Regions from separate parts of the Triticum aestivum genome. Here region 1 is linked to region 2. Evidence: chromatin contacts called from public Hi-C data. All regions are on one chromosome and are shown on one strand. Each heading gives the region's core, a stretch centred on a gene start, on an enhancer-like site or on the middle of the called end of the contact. The rest is flanking DNA. Distances are from core to core; before and after follow the strand shown.

Region 1 (7,049 bases), core at 3,222-5,721, 230 kb before region 2:
TGATCTGCTAAGGAGGTGGAAAGGCAGCAAAACTGTGTGTTTTGTGGTCATGATGAGAGCATTGAGCATCTCTTCTTTAGATGTTCTGTTACTAGACTGGTATGGAGCCTTTTTAAGTGTGCTTTCAATTTAAGATCTATACCTGATAGTTTGAGTGTATGTTTTAGTAGTTGGTGTTGGTTGGTGTTGCTGCTATATTTTGGATTATTTTGAGATGTAGAAATGACATAGTATTTGAAAGGACTATCAGTAATGATTCTGTTGTACTGATAAAAAGCAATGTCGCAGATAAAGGAGGAAAGTCCAAAGGTGTTGATGCTGGGAGCAAAAATCATAGAGCATGTAAGTGAAGTTTGCCGAGCATCTCAAGGGTGGCATCCTGGAGCTTTCCGGATCCATGGCTGAAGCTTCTTCAACTTCTTTCCGGATCCATGGCTGAAGCTTCTTCAACTTCAACCTCCCGTGCATTTCATTGCCATGCAATGTGCTGTAAGTATGGAGTCTGGTGTTTACTGCCTGTTTAGCGGGTTTGCTTTCAGGTTTTTGATGATGATATGCTGGTAGTTCTTTGAGTAGGTCTATGTAATGAATCAGATGGTTTCTTTAATAACAGAAATCAGAGGGGGAGGCCTCTCTTCGTTCAAAAAAAAAATCCCGCAAACAAACAAAAACACATAGAACAACAGTACAAGAAGAGAGTCGAGGCCGAAATAATATTTCACGCCGACCCCGAATAAGACATGCTCTCAGCAGCAGCATCGACACAGAAATGCTTCAGCACTCAACACACAGCATTGTACCACTACATTAGCCCTTGTTTCGAAGTAAACATTTACGGAGGGTCTGCAAGTTCAGACTAGAAACGAACTTGCAGATACTCATGTACATCTCATGCTACAGAACGCTGCAAACTTCCTTTCCAAAAAGAGCTACAATCCGAAGCGAGAAATCGACATGGTGTTAGCACCAGCTTCACGAGGATCCATACATACAACGAAGATCTACCCGTAATGCCGCCACATCCGACGTAGGCAAGTGGAGGGACGGCCGCCAGCAGGCTCAACGATGACTTGTCTAGCAGCTCCAACATCGACGAGTTGAGAGGTTCCGAACAGACCCGAAGGATGCACATAGCTTTTCTCCACGTTCATACATTACTAACTACTTGTCCGGGTTTCTCAGGTAGGTGCAGGCTGGAGTAAAATAGGCAGCCAGAGAACTTCGACTCCATTGCTTAAGTTACATTGTGCTTCGAGTTGCATCTCGTGAGAGAACAGAATAAACCTGAAAACAGAGACAGGAACGTGAAACATTTCAGCAAAATGCTATGAAGAGTGAAGGGACTTCACAGTTACAAAGTTATTACAGCTTTCCATATAGCCTTCTGCACATTAGTTAATTAGTGTACAACTGCACATTACATTAAACAGATTTGAGTTTTATGGCATTATAAATCGACCAGAAACTATTGTAGTAGGGCCTGAAATCTACAGCCTACATATAACTAAGTGGATCCTACATTTTAAGTGGCCCATCCACCCTCATCTTCTCCTGAGCGAAAATCCTTGAAGCGGAACTAACCAATTTAGATGGATGAATGCGGAAGATTCCTCATATGTGCTTGGGCTATGGATAGCAAGTACCTAATTCTACGACTAAAGTACACAGCATGTTGGGCCATATCGGCAGATACACATGATGGTAAGTTGGTAACCAACGCAATTAAGAAGATCGGCTTTTGTCCCAGAAAGCACACTTTCCTTTGACTAGCCTAGCATCAAGACTTCTTAACATTTCTCCTTTTTTTCCTACCTTAACTGCACAATTCAAAAGTAGTAATGGAACGGGTGATCCTTAAAGAGCACGCGGTGCAACTTTTATCATAATGGGTAGAAATAATACATCCCGAAAGTACAGGTTGGTGCACAGCATTTTTCTTTTCTTAAACCACAATTGCCTTCCACTAGCCCTTAGCCCCTAGCATTCCCCAAATCTCCAACACCCCCTCTCTTTATTTCCTATTCCTTAATTGCACATGTCCAAAGTAATAATGGGAAAGATGGTTCTTAATGAAGTGCAGAGTACAGCTCTTATCAAAATGGTAAAACAGCTGAAAACGACAGTTTGCGGGTAGATATTGGTGTTTGTACATAAGAAAATGCAAGATATTAGGCATAGCAAAGAAAGCTAGCCAGCTAAACCTGTTTGCTTCTTGCTGGAAAGATGGACATTCTTATATGTGGGTTTCAACTTGGTCAGTCAGTTAAATTTTCGAGAGTCAGAACTCAGAAGAAGAATTGACACCTCATAAATTAAGCGCCACAGGCAAATCAAACAGGATTATCTATGTCATGTATCACTGATGAATGATGATCAGTGCTAACATAATTTTCCAACGTCGCAAAAAGAAAGAAAGTGACCGGGAATAATGATTTGGCAAACCACTTGTTGATCATACGAATTGAATTATTTCATTTAAGTTTATATGAAGGTTACTGGCTTATCACCATCACCAAAAAAACTGAAGTAACGAACACCAAACACATCACTGCTGAATCATGAATCTAGGAGCCTGTTCAAACTCCGATACTCTTTCAGGATTTGTGCAATAACGTATTGCCAGAGTTCATAATGTTCATGAGAAGTATGATTTTAAATTGAGTTCCATTGTATGGTTGTACACTCAGTCTAGCAATGTACTCATGTAAATTGAGTTTGGAGCCAAAACTGAATATTTAAAGGGAGAACTAGTATACAATAGCCGAAACAAGTGCTTCACAATAACTCCATATAAGTACACACTAATTCGATGATTGGTTTATAATAATTTGCTTCTTACGACAAATAACCAAAATATTAACACGAGGTAAACCTAAATCCAACATTCCGACTAACACTCAAATCTTAAAATTTCTAACTACGTTGGCTACAAATCTACAATGCATCACAATGGTGGTGAGCTGGTGATGATAGTGTCACAATTGTGCAAAATAAGGTTGAGTCAGTCCTTAGAGGCAAAGCTAAATAATCAGACAAATATTGGACCGAATGCAGTGTGAAATTTACCTCTCACAGATGAAACTTCTGGAATGGCACTCCCTCCATAGCTTAGAATGAGTTCATCTCAAGGCTATACATCCTCCGCTTGAGAAGCACACCGACGGCCGTCCGATATGGCTCCTCAAAAGCATCTGAAACCCAGGATCCACCTGCTGACCCAGCAGTTGCATTCCCAACTGCATCCATCATTGCCTCTTCGCTCGGCTTGATGGCCACCAGTGTTGCTCCATTCAAGACCGTGCCCCCAGGCAGCTCAATGTGTGGCGCATACCACAACCGCATGCTAAGGGCCGGCATGAGCGTGCGGTGCGAGTCACCAGACGCTGATACTGGCCTGACCCGTAGCTCCTGCAGTTGCCACTTGTCCATGGTGAGCACGCCCTGCCCATCGGCGTCCGTCAGATCCAGGCTCTCCAGCAACGCGTGGTCGGAAATGATGGGCTGCAGCAGGTAATGCCGGGCCGACGCCGCAATCAGCGAGCTGATGGTCCATAGCACCCGCAGCTTAAGCCCCCCGTTGGTGTAGAAGGACTCCGGTATGCTCCCTGAATCGTCAGACTCGGCACAATCAGCGGTCGCAGGAGGAGGTGCGGCAGTGGCGCCGTCCTTGGCGGCAGAGGAGGGCGAGGCGGAGGCGGAGGCGGCGCCGAGGATGACGCAGCTGCCGAGCGTGGAGCCGAAGTCGGCCTTCCACTTGAGCAGCACGCCGTCGTCCATGCCGAGCTCGCCGGCGGGGAGCTCGATGCGCAGGCTGCGGAGCTCCTTGAAGGAGCGGAGCACCTCGGAGGGCGAGTGGTGCGAGACGTCGCCGGGGGGCGCCGACGCCGAGGACGAGAGCGAGGAGGCGGCGGAGCGGCGGAAGGAGGAGAGGGAGGCGGAGGCCGGGAAGTCGGAGGCGGAGCCGGCGTGGGAGAGGATCTGGCCGAGCGCCTGGATGGGCTTGACGATGCCGCCGATGAGCATGCGCGCGATCTGGGAGAAGACGCCGCGCGCGCGGGCGGAGGCGGAGGCGGTGGGGGAGGAGGGCGCGGAGGAGGACGGGGAGCCCGAGGCGGAGGAGGCGGGGTCGTCGGGGATGACGCAGTCGACGCGGACGAGCACGGAGTCGACGAGGGGCACGAGGGCGTGGAAGCGGCGGGAGACGAGCGCGCAGCGGCCGAGCGCCTTGACGTCGCCGATGCGGTTGAAGATGAGGAGGAGCAGCGGGTCGGGGAGGCCGTCGAAGCGGTCGTCGGCCGCCGCGGCGGCCGAGAGGCGGTGCGGCTGCCGCTCCTCCTCCTCGCAGCGCCACCGGCGGGGCCCCGCGGCGGCGGCGGCGGCGTCCGCGGCCATCGGCCGGCGGCGTCGGGGGGCCGGATCTGGGGGAGGGGGGAATGCGGGGCGTGGGAGGCCACGAGGAGAGGAGGGAGCGGGCGTGGAGGTGGACGGCTTGCACTGCCTTGAATCCTTGATGATGTTTTCTGCTCTCTCGGGGAAGACAAAATGCCGTGGAGCCCCTGCACCTTCCCGAAATCGTGGCGGTGTAATGCAGTTCTTTTTCACTTTAATAATTCAGCTTTGGGAGTTTTCGGAGAGGAATTCGCTGTGGGTTCCGTCGGTGCCAGGCCCTACCGGCACCACGATGTGATTGAGAAAATGAAACGCCAAGAGCGACTCCATCCGCGCCCTCAACGGGCCTTCTCCAGACGATTTTTTAGCGCTGACGGGCGAAAATCGGTCCAGTCGCGTCTTTAGAAGTCTGTTTTTCGTCGGGTTGGACCAAAATAACAGCCGGCGCACCCGAGCCGAACCCAGCGCGCTGGGGGCGCCGGCACAAGCGAAAAGGGGTGCGGGGCCGTTCCGTCGGCGAGAGGAGGGCCTTTTTCCGCCGTTTCTTCCCGCTTTTCCACCCGGCTTCCCTCTCATTCTCTCCATTCCTCCCGTCAATCTCCTCCTCCTCCCCTCCCCGTCGGCCGCCATGTCACCGAAGAAGTACGTGGCCCCCCCACCGCGACGGCTCCGACCGCCGCCGTCGCCCAGCCGAAGTAGAGGAAGCCGAGGGCGCTGCCGTCCAAGCCGCCGGGCATGTCCAACGCCGACTGGTGGGCGGAAGTTCAGCGCCGGGAGGCTGTCACCACCGACCGGAGGAACGGGGCCAACGCCAAGAAGGCACGGGACAGCGCGGCGCGGCTCGCGGCTGCGGCGGCGGCGGAGCAGGCGGAGCGCTCGGCCGAACAAGCCGAGGCGGCTCGCGTGGGGATGATGAACCCACCCGGCGGCCACGGCCAGTACGCGCCCTGAAGCCAGCAAAGCGTCGGTTCTCTGGCCGGCTTCTCGTCGTCGCCGCAACCCTGGGGCTGCACGCCGTCGCCGGGCTACACCGACGGTGACGCGCCCGGCGGGTTCAACCCCAACGTCACCTTCCCCCATGGTCACCCGGCCCGCCGGACGCCCTCGCCCGCCTTCGCCGGCGTGCAATACCCTCTGTACACCTACTCACCGCCGGCCTACGCATCCTCCCCGACGCCCCCTCTCCGTCGTGGCGCGCTGCCCTTCTCCCAAGCCTCCACGTCGCTTCTCCGCGACACCGACGCGACCGAAGCCGACATGGACGACATCATCACGGCCGGCTCGGCCGCGGCCGCCGCGTCCCCCGGGTTTACTACCCATGACGACATCAACGGCGACATGGACGGCGAGCTCGACTACAGCGAGGAGGAGCCGGAGCCGGAGCCGGAGGACGAGGAGGAGCCGGCGCCTGCTCCGGCGAGGAAACAGAAGAAGAAGAAGAAGAAGGGGACGGCCAGGACCGGCGAGCCGCGCATCAAGTGGGCGTCCAAGGAGGACGAGTGCCTCGCCGAAGCGTGGAAAGTCGTCTGCCTCGACCCGATCACCGGCACGAACCAGAGCATCGACACGTATTGGGACCGCATCAAGGCCGAGTTCGACGAGCGCAAGCTCGTCGACCCCTACTTCAAAGGCGTGTACATGCAGCGCGGGGCGAAGGCAATGGCGAACCATTGGGGGCTCATCCAGTCGGCGTGCAACAAATGGCATGGGATCGTCGAGGAGATCGCGACTCGCTCGGAGAGCGACGCCAGCATCGAGGATCACGTATGACACGCCGGCCTCTCCTTTTTCCTTTCGTCGGTGCGCGCCGCTGACTGGTTGTTCCTCGGCGCAGTTGGTGCGGATGTTCGCCATGTTTCGCCAGGACAGCAGCGACCAAGATTTCAAGTACCTCCACGTCTTCAAGCGGATCGAGAAGTGCGAGAAGTGCGCGGATGTCCGGCGCACCCTCGCCAAGGCCAAGGAGACCTACAAGCTGGACGCGCCGACGCCGGGTGCGGGCGACGGGCGCCTCGAAGGAAACAAGGGGGCCAAGAAGGGGAAACACGCCGACTCGGCAACCGCACGAGTCCAGGAGTCCATTGAGCATTGCCTCGCCGACGCACAGGCCCGGGCCGCCTTGCGTGAAGAGAAGACCGAGGCGCGGTGGTCGGCGTTGATGACCAACAGCGCCGTCAAGCTCGACCTACTCCGGACCAACGTCGCCGCGAAGAAGAGGAACACCGACCTGGCTTTCCTCATGGGCGGGGCGGACATGCTCCAGAGCAACGACGAGCAGCTCAAGGCGTGGTACTTGGCGGAGCACGGCCTCATCCTGAACCAGCTGTCGTCGACGGCGCCGCCAACTCCCACGCCCACGCCGACGACGCCGCCAAGCCCGAGCGATGATGCCTCCACGACGCCCAGCAGCACAGAAGCCGCGCCGACGCCGCCCAACACAGAAGCAGCTCCGACACCGCCAAGCCCGCGCACGCCGACTCCACCGACGCAAGAGGCCGACCCCGCCGTTTGATGCCCACACGTCCTTTCCATTTTTTGTACGCCGAACTTTTCATCCGATCGCCGAACTCTAGCAAGGTGACCGCCGAACTGATGAGCCGCTGATCTCCGGACTTGTGGCTTTTTTTGTGAGCGGGAATGACCAAGTTTGAATTTGTCGC
Region 2 (6,693 bases), core at 1,982-4,481:
GTGCTCTGTTCGTGGCTATTTCTCAATGCAATATCCCAGAAAATTTTCTTGTACCAAAATCCCATCAGTACATGTTCCAATGCATTGTTCCATTCTTTTGGCATAGGCAACCAACGAGATAACAATGCTCTTGAAGGAAAAAAATGCTCGATGCTTTCACACATTGCAACAGTTAGAGGAAATATCCAGCTGGATATGTTCAAGCTTGCTGACAAGCTTGCCTCCTCCACCAATGGTATCTTTTTTTACGTTCCCTATGGTGGTTTTATGTAGGTTGTTATTTTTTCACAGATGTTACATCTCAATCTCTTTCGTGCCATATAGGTGACGACACCTGTACTCCTGTCAGAGCACCCATTACTGGCCATCACCTAAATCTATCTCCTTACGAAGGTACCAGCACGCAAATCTCACCTTCCCAACAGCATTATAAAAGCATCTCACATTTTATCCTCCATTTTTAGGGAACACTTCGACAAGCAAGCGGCCCAGAACTATCCAATGCGACCAACCCCAGCCAGAAAGCGTGGCTCACCACATTATACGGCAGGTCACCTTATTTGCAAAGGGAAATTTGAAAGCCATAAGCAAGTCGTATATCAATCTCCCAAATGGTGGGAGCACAACTGTTTTTGGCGAGAGGCGGGTTGAACACCTTGGCCGCAAGTATGTATTCAGACCAGGGTTCCAGACAGGTCCCTGGAGCTGAGGCGCTGTTCTGTATCCTCCACATGCAGATGTCGCGCAACTCCTGGAGCGGTACTTCGCCACTGCACCTGACAGTGAATTATCTGGGTAGTTTTCCTCATGAATTTGTCAATAATATGCTGCTGAGTATATCCTTGCGTGCTGCATTTATGTTGCAATGCTAACATTTTTTCATCGAATGCAGCAATTTCCTTGTACACGAAGCTCCCATGTTCATCAAGATTACTGGCTACATGATCAGTGGCCAGCTTGTGGGTGGCAACATGATTCAGCGTGAACTGGTGTCGTTGCTTTTCCGTCGCTTTGCTCAAGTTGATTTTCACTGCGCTAATCTACTGCTTACTCAAACAAGACTCTAGGCTTGTGGGACTCTGATTTCATTCACACCCTGTCTATCCAAAGGCAGTTCACAGGTGACTCTTTGAAGTATGACATCACATCATCCCAAAATGGTGCGACAATGCTCACGTAATTGTTCAATGGACTGGCAGTTTTTCCATCCCCATCACCTAATAACTCTTGTCCAAATTTCTTAATAATTTGCAGTTTTATTCCGGTGCCACGCCCAGAAGGCTGGATGGTGATAATATGGGACATGGTGACGAAAAAATTAAGTAAGAGACCGAGGCCAATTCTCCTGACTTTCTTTCCATAATTATTACTATAATGTTTGTTTCATATTATTTTTTCATTACTTCATGTTATCATGCCATCATGTCATTAAATAATTCACACCATTTTTAAACCATGAACATTTTTAGAAAATCATTTGTGCCTTGCTTCTATTTTATTTAAATGCCTTTACAAATTTCTTCAAACCTTTCCTAAAGGCCCTTACCTTTGCTGCTTCAAGTTTGATCTTCAAAACCTGCCCATAATTCTTTCATCACATTTCAGACCGCCAGCCAGAATCTGAAGATTTTTTTTTGGACACTTCTAAACGTAGACCTAGATCAAACCAATTTGGCTCGACCCTGTATATAAAAAATTCAGCTAATCATCCAACCAAGGAACGAGATAAGGCTACAACCTGGAAGCTTTACAATGCAATGCTCGCATGTTTGAATTAGTTCTATGCTAGATGGCCGTGAGCAAGGAAAACTGGGGCATCAAGTATGAACCAACCACCGACGCCAGCTTCACACCTTAAGTGTCGACATCTCGCTATCTCACTAGCTATGCTATATGTCGTATTTTCAGGGCCGAGATAGGGGGCATGCGTCATCCACATTGCTCGCCACTTTGAGGGAGAAAAGCTGAAGCTTCAGCTTACACAGTTTAGCTCAATTCACATCCTTACATGTTCACAGTCTTCGTTACATTCATAAATACGACAAATAGAATTTCAGTTGGGGTTGATACTTGGATGCACATATCTGCACGCATCCATGTTCTGAAGGATTTTATTTTCCCTTAAATTAGTACTCCCTCCGTAAAGAAATATAGGAGCATTTAGATTACTAAAGTAGTGATCTAAACGCTCTTATATTTCTTTACAGATGGAGTATTTCCCAGCACTAGCAATGCAAATGTGGAGGATTGGTACCAAAAAAAAAAAGAACAATGTTGTTTTTTTGTAAAAATGTGGGTACTTCACTTTATCCATGTGAAGCAGATCCCCGAGAGGCCGAGACACATATAGTAGGGTTGCACTAGCGAAATCTAAATAGTACCTACAACCTCGGAAGCCTGCTAGGTGCGAGAATTGTGGGGTTGAGGACCACAGGGGAAACAACTGCACAAAACCAATGGATGTGGGATTAGGGGGTGTCTGATGATGCTGGTGTGAAGTGCATGGCTGCAGCATCACTGCATCAGCATCAGTTATGACTGGTGAAAACCAAGGAGAGCAAGAGTGTAATCTAAGATATGTTGATGTGTTCTGGAGAATATTTTCTATATCTTGTACTGTGTGGCGCCATCCGGCTGTCCGGCAGACTATATATGTATCTATGCAATGCATTTCCGGGATCAGGTGTTTGGATGAAGAATTATTGTTATTTTCATGTGATTCATGGCCCCATCTAGTGTGTGTGTGATGCCTGTGACTAGAGTTGCATGTTGCTGGAGACTGAATTGCGGTGCTTATCTTTGTAGGCCGATCTGAATTCTTATGCTTGTTCAGGCTGAATTATGGCACTTGTTTGTGTTGCCTGAGACTGAATTGTGCTGCCTGAAGTTGGTATAGAGAGTACATAAAAAAAGTGGAATCAGCGGTGATGTGATTGTTGGGCGTTGAGTAGCATCAATTTGTGTTTTTTAGGGGATCAATTCGTTTTTGTGTGATGTGCACTGTTGCTGGTTTTTGAGTAAGCAGTGGGGAATCTTGAGATGGACGCCAATAAAAATAAGCCGGTGTAAACGGCTGGCGTCCCATGGCGTCTGAGCCGTGGCCCATAGCATTCTCAGCCGTTATGAGCTGCGACTCATGAGACGGCGAACTTCACATTAAATAGGGTTGGTGGGTGGGCCATCGGCCAGAATATGGTTGATATATTATTAAGAATACACTGACATATACGTGGGCTGGTGGGAATCTTGTAGCCAACCAGCGACGAGGATAAAGAGCTCATCTGAGCTCGCGCTCAGAACAACACTTCCCGCAACATAAGCCTCTGGATACATTATTATGATGGAGCAAAGCCAAGTCCCCCACACGCATGATTCCTTCTGGTAATCAATCATCTGAAACACGCAATATAAAAGAGCACACACAAAAAACATTTGGCAGACCGTTTCTCCGCCTGCCTTCAAAGACGTCTACTGCAGAAAATGAAATGCATTATGTCATGCTGCTCCTAAATGTTCATGCAGATCGTTTCTCTTTCTTTCACCAAATGTTCATGCTGCTCCTAGAAGAAAGTAAATATTTGGGTATGTTGTTGACGTGATGAGGACAAACATTAATTTGTACTCCCTCCGTAACTTAATATAAAACGTTTTTCTATACTTTCATGGACTCTAAAAACGTCTTATAAAAAGTTAGTCTACATCTATTCACAGACAGACAGGTCGCTTTTGACAGATCATTATCATATCCGGAATCCATCAGCCGTTCTGCAGAATGACACCCAGATAGCTGAAAGTAACCGATCATATATAATTAAAACCATCAACAGGTTTATTTTGAGATCAGGTCAAGACCCAAGAAATTCATGAGCTAATCTACCAGTTATAATTGTACAAGGGGGTCTACCACTTATAATTGTACAAAGGGGGGGAAACAAGAAACAGTCTGCTGCTAGATGCTAGAAACAGAAGAAAGGGGTGCCTGATTGTGGGGTTTCAAGCCTACAGTATAGCATGGGGGACAACAGCAAAAAGGAGGCAAGCTTTACACGTCGCTCTACTTCTCAACCTCATCTCATCTCAGGGAACAAAAACGCCTCAAAAATAAGCCAGCCGTGCATGGAGCTCCTAGTAGACCACTGGCACCTAAATTGTCAAGCATAAGATTACATTAGAAATTGAAGAGCATTACAATTTTAAAAAACAAGAGGGGAATTGCCAGAGCATAAAAATGTATGTACACATGACACACAAAATCCCTCATAAGATTATCTTTACAATGGTTGGAAAATATATAAGTAAATTGTGTATTACCTTTTAAACAAGGCCCACACAAGCTTAAGCATCTAGTCAAAATTTATCCTCAAAGTATGATCTCAGGGATTGAATCAGATCTTCCCGCAGTAACTCTGGAATTTTGGACCTAAATACTCTTCCAGAATCACTTATTAGCTGCTTCCTGCATTACAGGAGAAAGCATTATATACAATATTAGATACATTGGACGATGTGGACACACCACCCATGAGTGTAATGATGATCACACACAGTGGAAAATAAAATTCTCATATTTGGCATATGCTGGGGATTCCGAAAAATAACTTAGCTAGAAAACTGAAAGATTTCCTACAAAGGTACTCCCTCCGTTCACAAATATAAGATGTTCTACTTTTTTCTGAATCAGATGTATATAGACATGTTTTACTGTGTTTGTTCACTCATTTTAGAGTAACACAGTGCTAAATGGCACAAGGATATGGCTAAGTAGAGTAATAAGAAATCGAAATATCATAATAGCAGTGTGCAGAGCATTAGGTTTCCCTGTCTATCTCACAAGCAAAAGAACAGCTCCATATATAAATATATTTTAAAGCAACAGAAAAATATAGCTGAAGCAGAAAAAACTTGGAGCAAAGCACTTCACCTGATTGCCTCACTATCTTGAGACGTGCCTGTGTTCTGTATACACCGCCTCTTTGCAGAACGCATAAAATTACATACATCATCCGCCCAAGCAGACGACCGAAGCTCAGAAGATGCTGATTCAGCAAGCCTGGAAATTTTAATTAATAAAACAGGCAGTAAGCATCATGAAATTACTACAGCTGACAACACAAATTAAAACCTAGGCGTCAAAGATAATAAAGAAAAATAGTAAAATGGTGAAGCATGCAGTGCAGATATGCTAGCTTAGTGACTCTGGCATATCAGTCACTGAATTAGGTTCAGCTGGATGAAAATATTCAAAAGGTGTTACAGCCTTCATGCATGAATTCTTATATCTGAGGGATTATTTGCAAAGTACCGATCCATGTCATCCTTGAATAATGTATGAATCTAGTCTATCCAAGCTTCATGCAACGTTAGATCCTTAAGTTGATAGTACTTCCTATTGGAAACAGACATGCATGAACCATAATCTTCAGTTTGCAACATACACCACTTGCACATTTGCAATGCAAATTTCAACGATGTTCAAACCATGATAGCCTAATATTTGTTGTTTAATGTATCTTCATAGCTAGATGGGTGTGGACTCAGTTCAAAATAATCAAAGCTAAACCAGTAAACGATGGTGCGGGCTCAGTTCAAAATAATCAAAGCTAAAGCAGTAAACATGGAAGGTGTTCAATGTCTGAAAACTACAGGAGGAGAATAAAGCAACTGAATGGACAGTCGGTGTTTCATGGAAAGAAATACGAATAGGAAAAGCAATAATACTGTCAATTCAAGACTTACATTTCCTTAAACTTTCCTTCTTCAAGATGATGCTTCAAGTCCTTGGCTGAAGCCACCACTGCTTTGACCGAGTCAGCAGATACTTCAGGGTGTAAAACTGAGCTTTTAGGACCCTTTTCTGAACTACAAATGCTCTTGTCCAATGTTGAGGTAACAACACTAGATGGCTGTTCAGGGGGTTTTTCAGCGCACGTGGCCTTGGCACCACTGGTCTCTTGGAGGCCAACAAAATGAACTGGATCTCCATTTCCATCTGTGCCTTGCAACATTCTTTGTGAATCAGCGTCCAACTTATCGCAGGAAATACTACCATTAGCATACCCTTCACTGGGTTCTGCAGATTTTGCGGGTCCACATCCGTTCGATTCCACTAGTGTTGTGGCTTCATTAACTTCTAGCTTTCTCAAAACGGGGTGCGGTTTGCCATTTGATGCAACCTTCTCTGTTCCTGTATTCTTCAAGTGGATCGGCTTGAACTGTAGACCTGGTGCAATCTTGCCATTCTTTAGGGGTAGTGGCACAATACCTTTAGTAGAGCATGAGCCGTTCTGCTTCACTAATGGTATCTTCAGAGGCTCACTACATGCGGCACTTGATATGCCATTCCCATTGGTGTTGGAAGATTTAACTGCACTAGAAGAGTAACCATTTGTACTATTTTTTTGAGTTTTGGAACTCAGTATATAGAATAGGATATAGACCTTCTCAGTCAAAACGTCCTGAGAGTTTGAGAGGGAGACATGAGAATCATTACAACAGTACCAGCGACCAGTAGCATCCTGCATGTAATTCAAGTTCCCAGTACATTTAGCAAAATGTTTTTGGCAGAAACACTTAGTAAGATGTTAGGGCAATAGAACTGAAGAAGTTTAGACACTGACTGAATAGCCTATTACCTTAACATATGCATAGTAATGACCAGAATCTTGGGAGAAACCTGAATGGACGATGCTGCCA

Evidence for each region. Hi-C and Micro-C count contacts between places; a contact is called where the count stands out from the background.
Region 1: a Hi-C map of leaf shows a contact between it and region 2, with 4 times the contacts expected there. The contact joins the promoter of LOC123182587 here to the enhancer-like site in region 2. A contact is called at or near these places in 3 of 5 Hi-C or Micro-C datasets (leaf and root) and 1 of 1 datasets of contacts at active chromatin or transcription factors (leaf).

What each region holds. Positions count from the first base shown.
Region 1 is chr1D:424,660,966-424,668,014 of IWGSC CS RefSeq v2.1, reverse strand. LOC123182587 (F-box protein At5g46170) reads right to left here and starts at 4,471. Exons shown (of 2, transcript XM_044595217.1): 1 at 3,067-4,471; 2 at 756-1,284. The coding sequence starts at 4,392. The coding sequence ends at 3,109.
Region 2 is chr1D:424,430,114-424,436,806 of IWGSC CS RefSeq v2.1, reverse strand. LOC123182583 (ubiquitin carboxyl-terminal hydrolase 25) reads right to left here. Exons shown (of 9, transcript XM_044595213.1): 5 at 6,633-6,693; 6 at 5,737-6,515; 7 at 4,922-5,050; 8 at 4,312-4,456; 9 at 3,789-4,143. The coding sequence ends at 4,348. LOC123182585 (a long non-coding RNA gene) reads left to right here. Exons shown (of 8, transcript XR_006492252.1): 3 at 107-235; 4 at 325-393; 5 at 465-795; 6 at 893-1,121; 7 at 1,255-1,322; 8 at 1,909-2,710. Among protein-coding and RNA genes, the nearest start is that of LOC123182585, 4.1 kb to the left of the region's middle. Within about 2 kb of position 3,231, at least 3 of the 8 cell types and tissues checked have an H3K27ac peak or open chromatin away from gene starts, as enhancers often do. A contact at or near this core is called in leaf, where this site is marked.